2 separate regions of the Astyanax mexicanus genome follow, and region 2 is linked to region 1. Evidence: chromatin contacts called from public Hi-C data. All regions are on one chromosome and are shown on one strand. Each heading gives the region's core, a stretch centred on a gene start, on an enhancer-like site or on the middle of the called end of the contact. The rest is flanking DNA. Distances are from core to core; before and after follow the strand shown.

Region 1 (6,598 bases), core at 1,060-3,559:
CTAAAGCAAGTAAAGACCTAATAATCAGCAGCCAGAGTCTGAGAGAGCAGGGCTGGCCTTGCTTTGCTTGCCTTACATGTGTTGGAGGAGGAATGTGCTAGCCCTTATCCTACTAGTTTTGGGGGCACTGATAGTGACAGAGTCCTAATGAGTAGTTTGACTTATTGGCCTTTCTAATTGGGGAGAAATTATATACATATAAAAAAAACATGAGGTGATCTGGGTGTGTTAGAGCAGTGAAACACACTACATTATGCAGGGCAGTGATAGTCCAAGACCAGTACTTTAACTAAATGTACATATGGAAACAGTCTTTAGTTGGACCTACCACAGAGTCTTTCATGATGACACTCTCTTAAATGACACACAAACATTTGGGCAGAAACCAACTGAGCTTTATGTCACAGCCATTCTCTCTCATTACTCTGGCAATGATGTGCATATTGTTCTTCTGTGACTCAGATGTTTAAATAACCTGCCAGCGGGCTTTGAATTTGATGTATACATAAAGACATACACACACACACACTGTAAGAAAAAGAACAAAAAAACAGTGCATTCTGCTGTTAGGAAATGGGAACAAGCAATTCCCACTGACTTCCTATGCATTATACAACACAATATCCTATAGCAAGTACATAAATCTTTCTATTACTTCCACTACTACAACTACTATTAATAATAAGAATCAAATGCTTTATCCAGACATCTGGAACTTTTATTGGTAAACTAGCCAAACAATCATCACTGTAGGTTCAACATGAGCAATGTTTAATTTAATTGGATGCACTAAGACAGGATAAGTGTGTGTTTTGTGTTATTTATATACACTGTCAAAAAACAACCTATAGAAACTACTCAATAAATCTGAATCTGAGCTAACAATTTGCACTCACTTTGTTTGATAAAAGTTACCCTATAATATAAAAACAAGTATGTTTTCTATTTTAAATCAAAATAAAAACAGCTATGACTACCAAACATTTTGCAATACAGAACACAATAAAAAAAAAAGCCTCATTGGATAGACATTATTGTTACTGCTGGCCTTACTAGATATGTTGGTCAACTAGCTTATATATATATATATATATATATATATATATATATATATATATATATATATATATATATATATATATATATAATATATTATCCAATCCATTGCCTCAAGCAAAGACTACTACAACTACTAATAAGAATATGAATTAAATGCTTTATCTGGACATATGTACCTCTTTCTGTCAAACTGGCCAAACAATCAGCACTGTAGGTTACACCTAATTAAGTGTTCCCTTAATTATGAATGAGTTTGTGTTTTGTGTCATTTATATGCACTGGAAAAACAAAAACAAGTATATTTTAATTTAGTAAAAACAGCTATGACACTCTAAAAAAGACAAATAAAATCAATCAAACATTTCTCAATACACAGCATTACTAAACAACTAATCAAAAAAAAGTTTCATTGGATAGAAATTGGTATTGGTGGCCATACTAGCTTGATCATGTTGAACATACAGATTATCAAGCTTGGCTGTTGATTATCTTAACCATTAACTCAAGCAAAAACATACCATATGCTGATCAAAATCTAAGCTGGTCAACCATCTGAACCAGACTGAGCTAGATATGCTGTGTTTCTTTAAAGGTCTCACATCTCTTAAAGCTCTTTACTCTTACAATTCTTAGGTCTTAAGTTCTTCACTCAGATCATATGTATCTTAAAAACAAACAGTAGCACATTATAAGTGTTTAAACTAGTCTGTGAGTCTAGCAGTAACTCAACCTCTTCAGTTTTTAAGCGGTCAGTGTCCAGAAGTAGGTCAACAGGGCTGAAACTTGAGAAACAGCTGGAGGATGCTAAGCCCACCTCACTAAACTAAGTAGTTCAGCTTAAAAAAAATCCCTTTAAAACACTTTAAGCCACTTTTTCATTACGTTCAGATGTTTGTTTACTATTTAGCCCGGTGTTTAAGCAGCTAACTCTGAGCTAAAGTCGGTCAGTTTACTGTAAATGAACGCTTTAAGCTCTTACCTTACTGCAGGAGAAGTGGCATCTGTGTTTCAGAAGCGGAGATTTGGTGGATGCTGGACGTTAAAGGACTTAACAGAGCAAGACGGACGTTTTGTTCCAAAAGACGGATGAATTTCGTCTACAGCAGCGGAGAAAACGTCCATCCAAAACAAACTAGCGCCTGATAGTGCAGCCCATCTATTCAGGCGCCTGGTTTTCTCACTAAAGTCTACAGAGCGAGTGACAGAAGCTGAGGACAGGGCAGGAGGAGGAGGGGGCTGAGGTATTGTGGGCAAAACTGAACTCAGAGACCCCCTTTCCTCTTTTCCTGCTTTAAACCGCTGGGCAAGCAGGGCTGAGTTTACTGCTAGTGTTCATTACTGCTCTCATTTACAGGAACTGCACTTACCTTCTGTACTTTCCAGAGCATATTTGGCATATTTCGCCAAATCTGTGCCATTTTAGAAAAAGTCCCTAGAAAATTGCATGTATAAATATGCAAAAAATAACCTACAAAATACATTTTATTATTAAGCATATTATCTTGTACATTGACCCAATTGCACAAGTAAGATATGTAATTAAAACATTAATAAAAACTACTTAACTACTTAACCCACTCTCTAACTATAAACTTTACCATAAAATAGAATTATTAAAATCCTTCAGAGATGTATTTGTTTTGCAGTGTTGTGTGACTCCAAATCCCATCTATGCTGTAAAATATTTTTTATATAATAAATCCATAATATTTAAGTTAAAATACAAATTTTAGTTGTGTCCCTAAACTGGTTCTTCTGAAGACCATGGGAAGACCAAAATTAAGTTCCCTCATTTGTTTTTCTGTATATTTGATCTTATTGTAACTATGAGTGAAGAGGTCAATCTCAACACTCATTTCTGTTACCTAAACTAATTCTTAGATTTTTTTTTTTTTAATACAAATTTTGGGATAATCACTAAAATGTGCTCACTGTCCTTGTGCTATTAGCATAGCCGCCATTTAGCTACTTTCAGTCCTGTTACTTATAACATAAAGAGTAACAGGACTGAGTGACAGTAACAGGAATGAGTGCCAGATACAGGAATAAGTGCCAGTAACAGGAGTGAGTGCCGGTAACAGGAGTCTGTGCCAGTAAGAGGAATGAGTGCCAGTAACAGGAGTGAGTACGGGTAGAGTCCCCTGGTTTATTAATTTATTAATGTAATTATTAGTTGTAAATCACTTTTTGTTCAATTCTGTTTGGTTCATCATTTAGTCATTTGTTTGATAAATTGCATGATAATAAATGTGATTAGAAAGTTTATAAATATAATTATAAGAAAAATTATAATTAAAATAATTTAAAATGAATTTTAAAATAATTTAAAATAACTTAAAACATATTTAAAATGAATAGAATTAAAATATAAGAAAGAAATTCAAGAAATACAAAACAATATTGAAAGAAAGTTATAATACATTATAATTAAAATAATTAAAACAAATGAAAGCTAAGGAGAAAAGCACAGGTAAACAGATTCATTTTCAGTGTGTTCTGAAAAATCGTTACAGTCTGAACACATCTCACAGCACATTTCTGATTAAAGCACAACACTGAATTAAAAGGTAAACAAAAGGGGGGGGGGGGGGGGGGGAGTAAAGTAAGCTTCCAATAAACAATGTATTGTCACTGTCCAATCAAAAAACATGTACTGTATCTCCAAAACTGCAGATTTACAGAAGTAAGATTTAACCTCAACCTCAAAAAAATCAATGAACGTCAATATATTTCAGGTCATTTTGAAGAAAGAAGATTTTTTTGGCACAGTGTAAAGGACATTTTGTGTTTAAATCATGTATTAAACTGAAAATCAACAAAAATAGAGATACTTGGTTTTCATTGGACAGTGAGTTTGACCTTTGTCTGATTAACTGTCTATATAGCTGTATGCATAAAAAAAAATACCTTTTCTGCCATTTTTCTTCCTTAGTGGGGAATATCACAAGTACTTTATTTAGGAGTACTTTGAAAACAATATTTAAATATTAACAAATAATCCCCCATGTTGGATTGTCCAACATCCTTTCTTCAGTAAAGGTCTTGTCGCTGAATGCAATCAAATCCTCATAGCAATACTCCAAAACCAAATAGAAAGCATTCCACAGACAGCAGAGGCAGTTATGCAAAGGCAAAAACTTTTTTTAATACCCTTAACGTAGGTTAGTGGTTGCTTAGTGGTCACTACACCGATCTAAAGCTACGGTGCATGTGTCCGTTATTTTGTTCTCAGAAAAAAACAATGAATGAGCAGATACCAAGATTTTGTCAATACAGTATATATGTTATGTACATATAAAGCTTTTCTAAAACAGAAAGCAAATGATTTAGGACACATTTGTAACGTGCCTGTTTCTAATTGTGGAGTCAGATACAGGAAATATTATTCATATCAATGGTAACATAAGTCATAATGTCAGTATGATGTTTTGTATCTAAAAGTAACCACAGAAAGAATAACTGCCTGAAAAATAAGAGCGGGCACAGTGCTGATATGTGCAGTTTCAGGACATGCTCTTTTCCTACTCATCATCTGTTTATTACAGATAAACAGGTCAAACCCAGGACAAAAATAGTGCTTATGCAGTACATCCTTATACAGAGAAAAGGAAGAGAAAATGAAAAAATACTGCTGTTGTTATCGAGAGATAAAAAAAAATAGACTGTGGAATGTCCCTCTTAGTTTATTCTTTGTTAGGGAAGTTGGAAAAGTGAAACGTGTCATTTTTGTAATTTAGTCTTTAAATGGGAAACTACCTAAACGAAGATAAAAAAAAAAAATTACGCTCATTGTCAAAAATAACACCCACACTGACACAAAATCCAACATGCAGTTATGTACAGGGCTATCTCAAAAAATTAGAATATTTTTGAAAAGTTACTTTATTTCAGTAATTCAGTTCAAAATGTAAAACTCATATATTATATAGATAGATACACACAGAGTGATCTATTTTAAGCGTTTATTTATTTTATTATTGATGATTATGGCTTACAGCCAAAGAAACCCAAAAATTAGTGTATCAGAAAATTAGAATATTACATAAGACCAATTGGTACTTTCTGCAGTGTGGGCAGTGTGCCAAGTCCTGCTGGAAAATGAAATCTGCATCTCCATAAAAGTTGTCAGCAGAGGGAAGCATGAAGTGCTGTAAGATTTTGTAGGAAAACACTGCACTGACTTTGGACTTGATATAACACAGTGGATCAACACCAGCAGATGACATGTCTCTCCAAACCATCACTGATCATCAGTAAATTTTACATTTCATTTGTAAATCAAGGAAGCAGAGTCTGGAGGAAGAGTGGAGAGACACACAGTCCAAACTGCTTGAGGTCTAGTGTGAAGTTTCCACAATCAGTGATGGTTTGTGATGGTCTTGACACAATATTGCGTAGAAGTGCTTCTCACTCTGCCCTATAAAATAGCTCTTAGTGGTTAGTTTTGGGCAGTGTACCTCTTGGTGAGAGAGTGCTGACTGCTGACATGCCTCTATAATGCACTCAAAGACATTTTGCACAGTTTTTCAAATTTGAGCTGAGGGTAGAATCTGCAAAAAATCAGGGGGTTTAGTGCCCCTTTAAATTGTTTTGTGGCTTAAATAAAGTGTTGTGAAGTAGAAACCTGGACTGCTATGGGCTGGAACTAGGGCTGGGGCGACGCGTCGACATAATCGACGTCATCGATTACAAAAATACATCGATTTGCATAACGTGCGTCGGCGCGTCGTAAACATGGCGGCGCCTGTGGAGAGCATTAGAGGTTAGATCGGGCCCAAAAATTCCAACTGGCTGTTTTCGGGCTGTTTTAATGAGCGAAATATGATCAGAATTATGTTAATTAACACGGTAACATAGAAGCATAGAACTATTATTTAATTAAAATGATTTTTAAGAACAGCTAAACACAGTTCTGCAGGTCAAACGCGGAGGAGTTCACGTGCGAGAGAGAGAGAGAGAGAGAGAGAGAGAGAGAGAGAGAGAGAGAGAGAGAGAGAGAAAGAGAGAGAAAGAGAGAGAGAGAGAGAGAGAGAGAGAGAGAGAGAGACACACAGAGAGAGAGAGAGAGAAAGAGAGATTTGCGTGTTCTGGTGAGAACTACTCACAGGTGAAGGTTCTCTTTGATCTCCTCGTGCTCCTATTCTAGTCCCATTCATAATTCTGCAGCTCCCTCAGTGTTTTCTGCCGTATTTTGCGGCTAGCGCGAGCGCTTACAACTGACACCGCGGACCGCGAGGTGCCGCCGCGTTTGTGCCGAATCCGACTCTCTGCTAAATCTGACTCCCGCTTCGCGGACAGAATCGGCACAACACCCCCGCTGTAGAACTGCGGTAGTGAAAACAGCGCTTATAAATAAATTAGTTTAGTTTCACTTTCAGTTTTCGTTATTTTCGTTATTTTTTTTTTTAAAATAAAAATATAATTAAAAAACAGACGCCTACATCTCGGACTATTTTCTGGAGCCCGGGTCGGATTTACGGGCGGGCCTCGGGTCATGTCGGGTTCGGGCAGAGAATCTAAGCTCTAGAGAGCTTGGACT
Region 2 (6,598 bases), core at 1,524-4,023, 58 kb before region 1:
ATATTAATTCACATTTTATATCTTAAACTTAAACCACCTTTTCCTGTCCATTTCCAGCAAACTAAAATTCTGAGCACATCCTAAAACCCCCCACTAAGGTAATTAAGTGTTACCTGTCCAGCCAGGCAGACACAGGCACTGTCCCGTCACGCTGTGGCAGCCTCTGTAATGGACACAGTCACATCTGTGCTGGCAGCCAGGGCCATAGGTACCGACCTGTTTAACAAAAAGCAGCAGGAAATGGAAAAACGTGGACTGAGTCAAATCCAATAATGCAGAGCAGTCAGCTGTCAGTATAGAAATTACGCAGCGCTCAGCTAATAACTACCTTCATTTCATCTGAATGATCGCCAGCCATGATGTGCTTACAGTAGAAATAGAATTCCACTTAATGATAGCCTGCAGTGAGGCTGAAATGTCACTGTGTGCTTGCATTCAGTAAGTGCTATTTTCCATGAAAGCAGGGCATTTTAGAGGCCTGGTCAGGGAGTGCTGAACCAGCATCACTGCATTAATAATAAAGAACAGATTCAGGGTTTAGTGAGTGCAAGTGCCTCAGGGTCTCGGCAGCACCGATACCAAAAAAAGGCTACAGTGTTCCAATGATTTTTACTGTGGAGTTCAATTAAATACAAGTAAACAAATAAATAAATAAATAAAAATAAAGTAGCTACAAATAGTTCGAGTGATGCAATACAAGAACCACTTGTGGTTCCATAGAGAACCATAAGCTGTATTCACTAACCATTGTGAAGAAGAGATTTGTTCGTAACACTCATTCAGTATTCACAAAGATTCTGACAACATTTTCTTATTTCTCAACAACAAATTGAAAAGTCTTAGAAAGATACTGGGGAATGAGTCCCAATGTGTATTATAGACATATTTAACCCTTAAGCAAGTAGGGATTTGCTATTGCCGCAAGTGAAAAGCATACAAAAATTCTACTTTGTTTATATCTTTGAAATAGTATTTTAAAACAGTACATCATTCTGACCCAGTCATTGCAAAAACCTTTTGTATTGTTTATATATTTAAAATTACATTTTAAAACATCCACAATCAGTAGGACTTAGAAAATACATGAATCAAAAAAGACATAAAATATCTATAATAATAAAAATACTACAGGATTTCTGAACTGGTCTTTTCTGCACAGTTACTGCCTGTTGATTTCCCACACAGTTCTATAAATGACGTACAGCTGAGCTGCTGAGTAACAGTTACATTCTCTAACTCCCACTCCACTCGTTCCAAAAGAACTCACTCTACGCAGATCATTACAGACAGAACTCGCTTACGTAATGATTCTTACCAATTTAAAGGTTCTACACAGATCTCTACTACAGACATAGTTCTTTATAGCGTTATAACTTGTTACTTTTTGAATGTTTTGTAGTACACTTATTTTGTGAGAGCTTAAAGGAGAACTCTGCTGTGAAATGGATATGGGGTGTAGTGAAACATGATAAAGAGTACAAACTTTTGTTGAATAGCCCTCCTCCATTCACCCCCAGCATTCTGAAATACAGCACTTTTAGCTGAAGCTCCCAAGAGGTTTACAATGCTAGTGATAGGGGCATAGCTTTGCTCATGCAAAGAAATCACTATTTTTACACCATTAAGATTAGCAAATTCTTTTCATGTGTAGCGCTATGCTCCATGTCGCCAGCATTGTAAGCTTGTTGGGAGCATTGGCTAAAAGTGATATATTTCAGAGTGCTAGGGATGAACGGAGGTGGTCTATTCAACGAAACGTTCACTACAGCTCAAGTTTATTATCACAGCAGAGTTCTCCTTTAACTCATTTAAGACCTAAACTTTTGCATGGCATACATTTATTTTCTTTTTGCTTTTTGGGCTTATTGGCACCTGATTAGTGTACAAACATAGAATTATCTTTTTACATTTTATGTAGTTTCTGACAAAAATTATGTCCACATATGAGGACTTTAGTTTTATATTTTGATAAACACTATAAAGTCGCAATTAGTAATGATGTGCAAAACATTTATTTTTTGCCTGAACACAAAGGCATTTTTTTTGACTGAGTACAAAACAAAAGTAGAATAACAATTGTGCCCCTTTCAGCAATATGGCTTAATTGAAGTGCTGCTTTAACACAAAGACATAAAGTAAAAAACATAAACCTTCTGTATTTAATTTTCTTTTAAATTTCTGAACAAAATCTAAACTGTAACGTGTTAAACTCTTCTGCCACCACTAGGTGACAGTATAATGGCCTCATAAGAGGACACCAGGCCCTTGTAGAGCAAAATGTAGTTTGTAGAAGGTTAAGAGAAAAATGCTGTTCATAAATACTGTTCATATACTACATTAAATACTGATCTTGTATTCATCTAAATACATAAAAACCTTAAATAATATATAACATTATCTTCTGTATCTACAACAATAGCTCTATAAGAAGAAATTCATTAATGTACAGTAGATTTGTGTTGTGAGATTGTATTTCAGGTGATTTGGGGTCTTTGTTGATTCTCTTGACATTTTATATAATGCATTAGGCAAGCATCTATTTTCTAATGTTATAAATAAAGCAAGCAAAACTTCTGTTAATGGTAATGACTCAAGCATGGAGCCACAGCTCACTGGAGAAACCCAGACACAGCAATAAAGCCTCGCTCTGGCTCCTGCTGCTGACAGTAACTGGGTTCTGCTTAATGTACTGTGTAGACTAGTAGTGACACACTTACAGGGCAGGGCTGGTCACACAGCGCTCCACTCCAGCCTGCTGTACACGTACACGAGCCGTCTGCCGGATCACACCCCGCTCCGTTAGCACACTGACAGCTAGCATTGCAGCCTGGACCCCACGATCCTTCTGAACATGGGATGGAACAGTCTGGACCCCTCCATCCTGTAGATGAGCACACAACCACATGCATGATGACGAAGATGAAGTACAATATGTAGCACTTAAAGATAACAGCTTTAAAGTAGTATCAGTGTGATACTACATTCAGTGTAATAGGGAGGACAATGTCTTTAAAACGGACACTCCAGGCTAGAACACCGCTACTGCACTATGTTACTTTGATGAAGCTGAGAGACCAGTGTGAGAACTGTGTAATGCTCCGTAACCCAAATTACATTTATGGAAAAAGCATGCAAACATACTTTATTTTCTCAGTTCACATGTTCACTTCTGTATCTCTCAGCTTGTCCAGAAAAGCATGCATATTGCATGTATAAAGCACATTTATTTATATTATAAGGGGTGTTCAGAGAATGTTTTGTATTTTTTAAATATACTCCCCCAAGCAGGAGGCTAAATACTAACTCTCTCATAATGCTGCTTTAACTTAGGAGGTTAAATTCAACACAGATCTTTTTTTTATTTGGACATGTCTGCCTGCAAGAATTAAAAAAACAAAAAAAAAAATATATATATATGTATATATATATATATATATATATATATATATATATATATATATATATATATATATATATATATACATATATATACATATATTATTTATTTATTTATTTTTATTAGGAAAAGTTCCAAAAATGTAAATCAAATATAGAACACAAAACATCCATGGAGCAAAAACTAAAAAAGAAGAAGCACTGAAGGGGTCACAGTTGTAAAGGCAAAAAGATAGGTGCTCCTGGGGATTGGGTGCAGTAGTCTGAAAATGAGATAATGCACTGGAAGTAGAGGAGGCTATGCCATCCATAAGCATCCACAAGAGAAATCCACAAGAGAAAAAAGTAAAGAAATACCCAGAGCAAAAGGAAACTCCTGAGCACAGGCTATCATCTTAGCACAATTAATAAAAGCCTTTATTGAAACATGGCAAAGTAGTATAAAGTGTATCCATTTTAAATGATTAACCTTTTATAGTAAAAGTGTAAAAAACCCATTTTAAATGTTCAACTGAATAAAAAATTGATAGCTAAAATAATAATAAGCTCTTAGCTTACCCTCTTTACAGAAGCAGGTTCCATCTGTGGGTGAGCAGGCGATGGCGTTTTTGCAGGTACATTTAGAGGAACATTCCTTCCCATAAAAACCCGTCTCACAGTCCTTCTCACAGTGAGTTCCCTACACAAAGCAGAAGAGCAGAGTTACTGCAGGCCCCTGTAAACTTAGAGCACTGACCTAAGCTAGATCACTGGTATCATCTAGAGCAGTGATCTCCATTCATAGAGCTTCATTCCACCTACTTCCTGAACTTTTCACTTCAAACTCACTTATAACAGCATAATTCTGCTTATCAAGCACTTCGGAAAGCAGTAATTAGACGGCTCACATGTACTAGGGATGGAGATAAAACTGTGCAGGAAGGCAGATCATTAGGAGAAGAGTTGGACAGTACTCATGTATAATGTGTATTTGTAGTTAGTTTAATAAAGGTCATAAATATATATATATATATATATATATATATATATATATATTAGTCTTGCTTTAAGATACAATATAAATGCTAACATAGCCGTATTATTCCTTTTACGATATAATCAAAAATAAAAAAAAGTTGTGCACAAATAAAGAGTAATCATTCTTTTATTCTAAAAATACTACATTACTGACACATTCAGTTAATGATTTAAACTAAGGACTTTTAATATTTTATTTTTATGTTTAACCCTCTGGAGTCTGACAGGTCTTGTGTTGCTAACTTAATCTTAATTTAGTTAGATATATTTCTAAAAGTTAAATTGATTTTTTCACGTTTTTCATCTTGTAACCCACCAGTAGGAGCTGTCTGATTGGAAGGCTAAACTCAAAATATCTAAGATGTGAAATCATTCTATATACAGCTCTGGAAAAAAAAAAGGACCACTTGAAAAAGATGAGTTCCTTAGATTTTACCAAATTGAAATCCTCTAGAATATAATCAAGGCCATCAAACCAAGCTGTACTGCTTGAATGTTTGCACCAGGAGTGGCATAAAGTTATCCAAAAGCAGTGTGTAAGGCTGGTGGAGGAGAACATGCCAGGATGCATAAAAACTCTGATTAAAACCAGGGTTATTCCACCAAATATTGATTTCTAAAATCTTAAAACTTTATGAATATAAACTTGTTTCCTTTGCAGGTCTGAAAGTTCTGCATCTTTTTTGTTATTTCAGCCATTTCTAATTTTCTGCAAATAAATGCTCTAAATTACAATATTTTTATTTGGGAAAATGTTGTTCGTAGTTTATAGAATAAAATGTTCATTTCCAGAGTGTTATGTTAAACTGGGTTTTAGAAATGCTGCATGTCCACTTACTGTGTATCCTGGTGCACAGTTGCACACCCCGCTGACCACATCACACACCCCACCGTTCACACACAGGCAGGGCTGAAGACAACCATTTCCAAAGTAACCATGAGCACAGGTTTCATTACAGTAAAGTCCCGCCCACCCAGGCTGGCAGGTGCACTCTCCCTTCAGTGGGTGACAACTGTAAAAACAACACTCACACATTTAATAATATAATAATATAACAACTGTAAAAAAAAACACTTTATGGGACAAGAAATTGTTTGCGAAACATTTTTTTGGACAGTCCATCCAGCTTTGGTTCCAGCCAGAGAAACGTCATGATCTTTTGGGATGTATAAAATTCCACAAGCCAAACCAGTTTATGACTCAGCAATTTACGACGTGTTAAATCCAAAACTGTGCAAAAGTCTTAGGCATCAGAGGAAATGCATTAAGCTATTTCTCGAGACAGTAAGTGTTGTTTGACAAAAATTAAGATTAAACTTAAACTAACAAATAAACAGTACATTTCTTTTTCATTTTGGCACATGGTCGTTTAGCCATTTCCAAAGCTCTCCTCAAGTTAGTCCAGTATTTATTTATCATCAGTTCTTGTTTTTAACCCCTATTATAATTTACACTCTTATAACTTAAGGAACAGTTAAGGAACAGTTCAATAGGTTTCTATTCTTTTCTTGTAGTTAATGATCAGTGATCTATTTATCCATCTACACTTATTTGTAGTTGTCTGGGGTTTACATGGAATCATTGGGTGAAATTAACAGAAATACCAATAAGGATAATGCATAAGGAGCCAGTACAATAGAGGGTACCACATGCAACCATTAGCTCACACTCTCACACTTAGAGGGCTATTTAGCATGGCCAATCCACCTACCATATGTAGTTTTAGGAGGTGTGAAGGAACTAAAGTACCCAGAGGAAACCAGCATGGGCACGGATAACATACCAAACGTCTCAAAAACAGTGACCAGAGTGGGGATCAAGCCAACAACTCTATGCACCTGGAGCTGTGTGTCACACATGCTACCTGCTGTGCCACTGTGCCCCCCAAATAGAAATGTTTAAGGTATAATAAAAGTCAGGTAGAAAGTAGGGGGTTAAAGTAAATTAAATGAGCTGCATAGATCTACAAGGTGTAATCTCTGTAGAATGCATTAAAGCACAAACATGTTATATAATGCACTCCTCCACCAGTCTTACACACTGCTTTTGGATAACTTAATAACACTTCTGGTGCAAAAATTCATGGTTTGATGGCTTGTGATCATCCATCCAGGTTTTCAATTTGGTAAAATCAATAAAATTAATAATTTTTAAGTGGTCTCTTAATTTGTTCCAGAGCTGTAT

What was found. Hi-C and Micro-C count contacts between places; a contact is called where the count stands out from the background.
Region 2: a contact with region 1 is called in a Hi-C map of muscle, with 14 times the contacts expected there. The contact joins the enhancer-like site here to the promoter of pear1 in region 1. A contact is called at or near these places in 2 of 3 Hi-C or Micro-C datasets (both in muscle).

What each region holds. Positions count from the first base shown.
Region 1 is chr6:40,388,347-40,394,944 of AstMex3_surface, reverse strand. It overlaps pear1 (platelet endothelial aggregation receptor 1), which reads right to left and starts at 2,309. Exons shown (of 24, transcript XM_022673526.2): 1 at 2,039-2,309.
Region 2 is chr6:40,446,661-40,453,258 of AstMex3_surface, reverse strand. pear1 (platelet endothelial aggregation receptor 1) reads right to left here. Exons shown (of 24, transcript XM_022673526.2): 11 at 5,252-5,426; 12 at 3,955-4,075; 13 at 2,718-2,881; 14 at 114-216. Among protein-coding and RNA genes, the nearest start is that of pear1, 57 kb to the right of the region's middle. Within about 2 kb of position 2,773, the one cell type or tissue checked has an H3K27ac peak away from gene starts, as active enhancers do.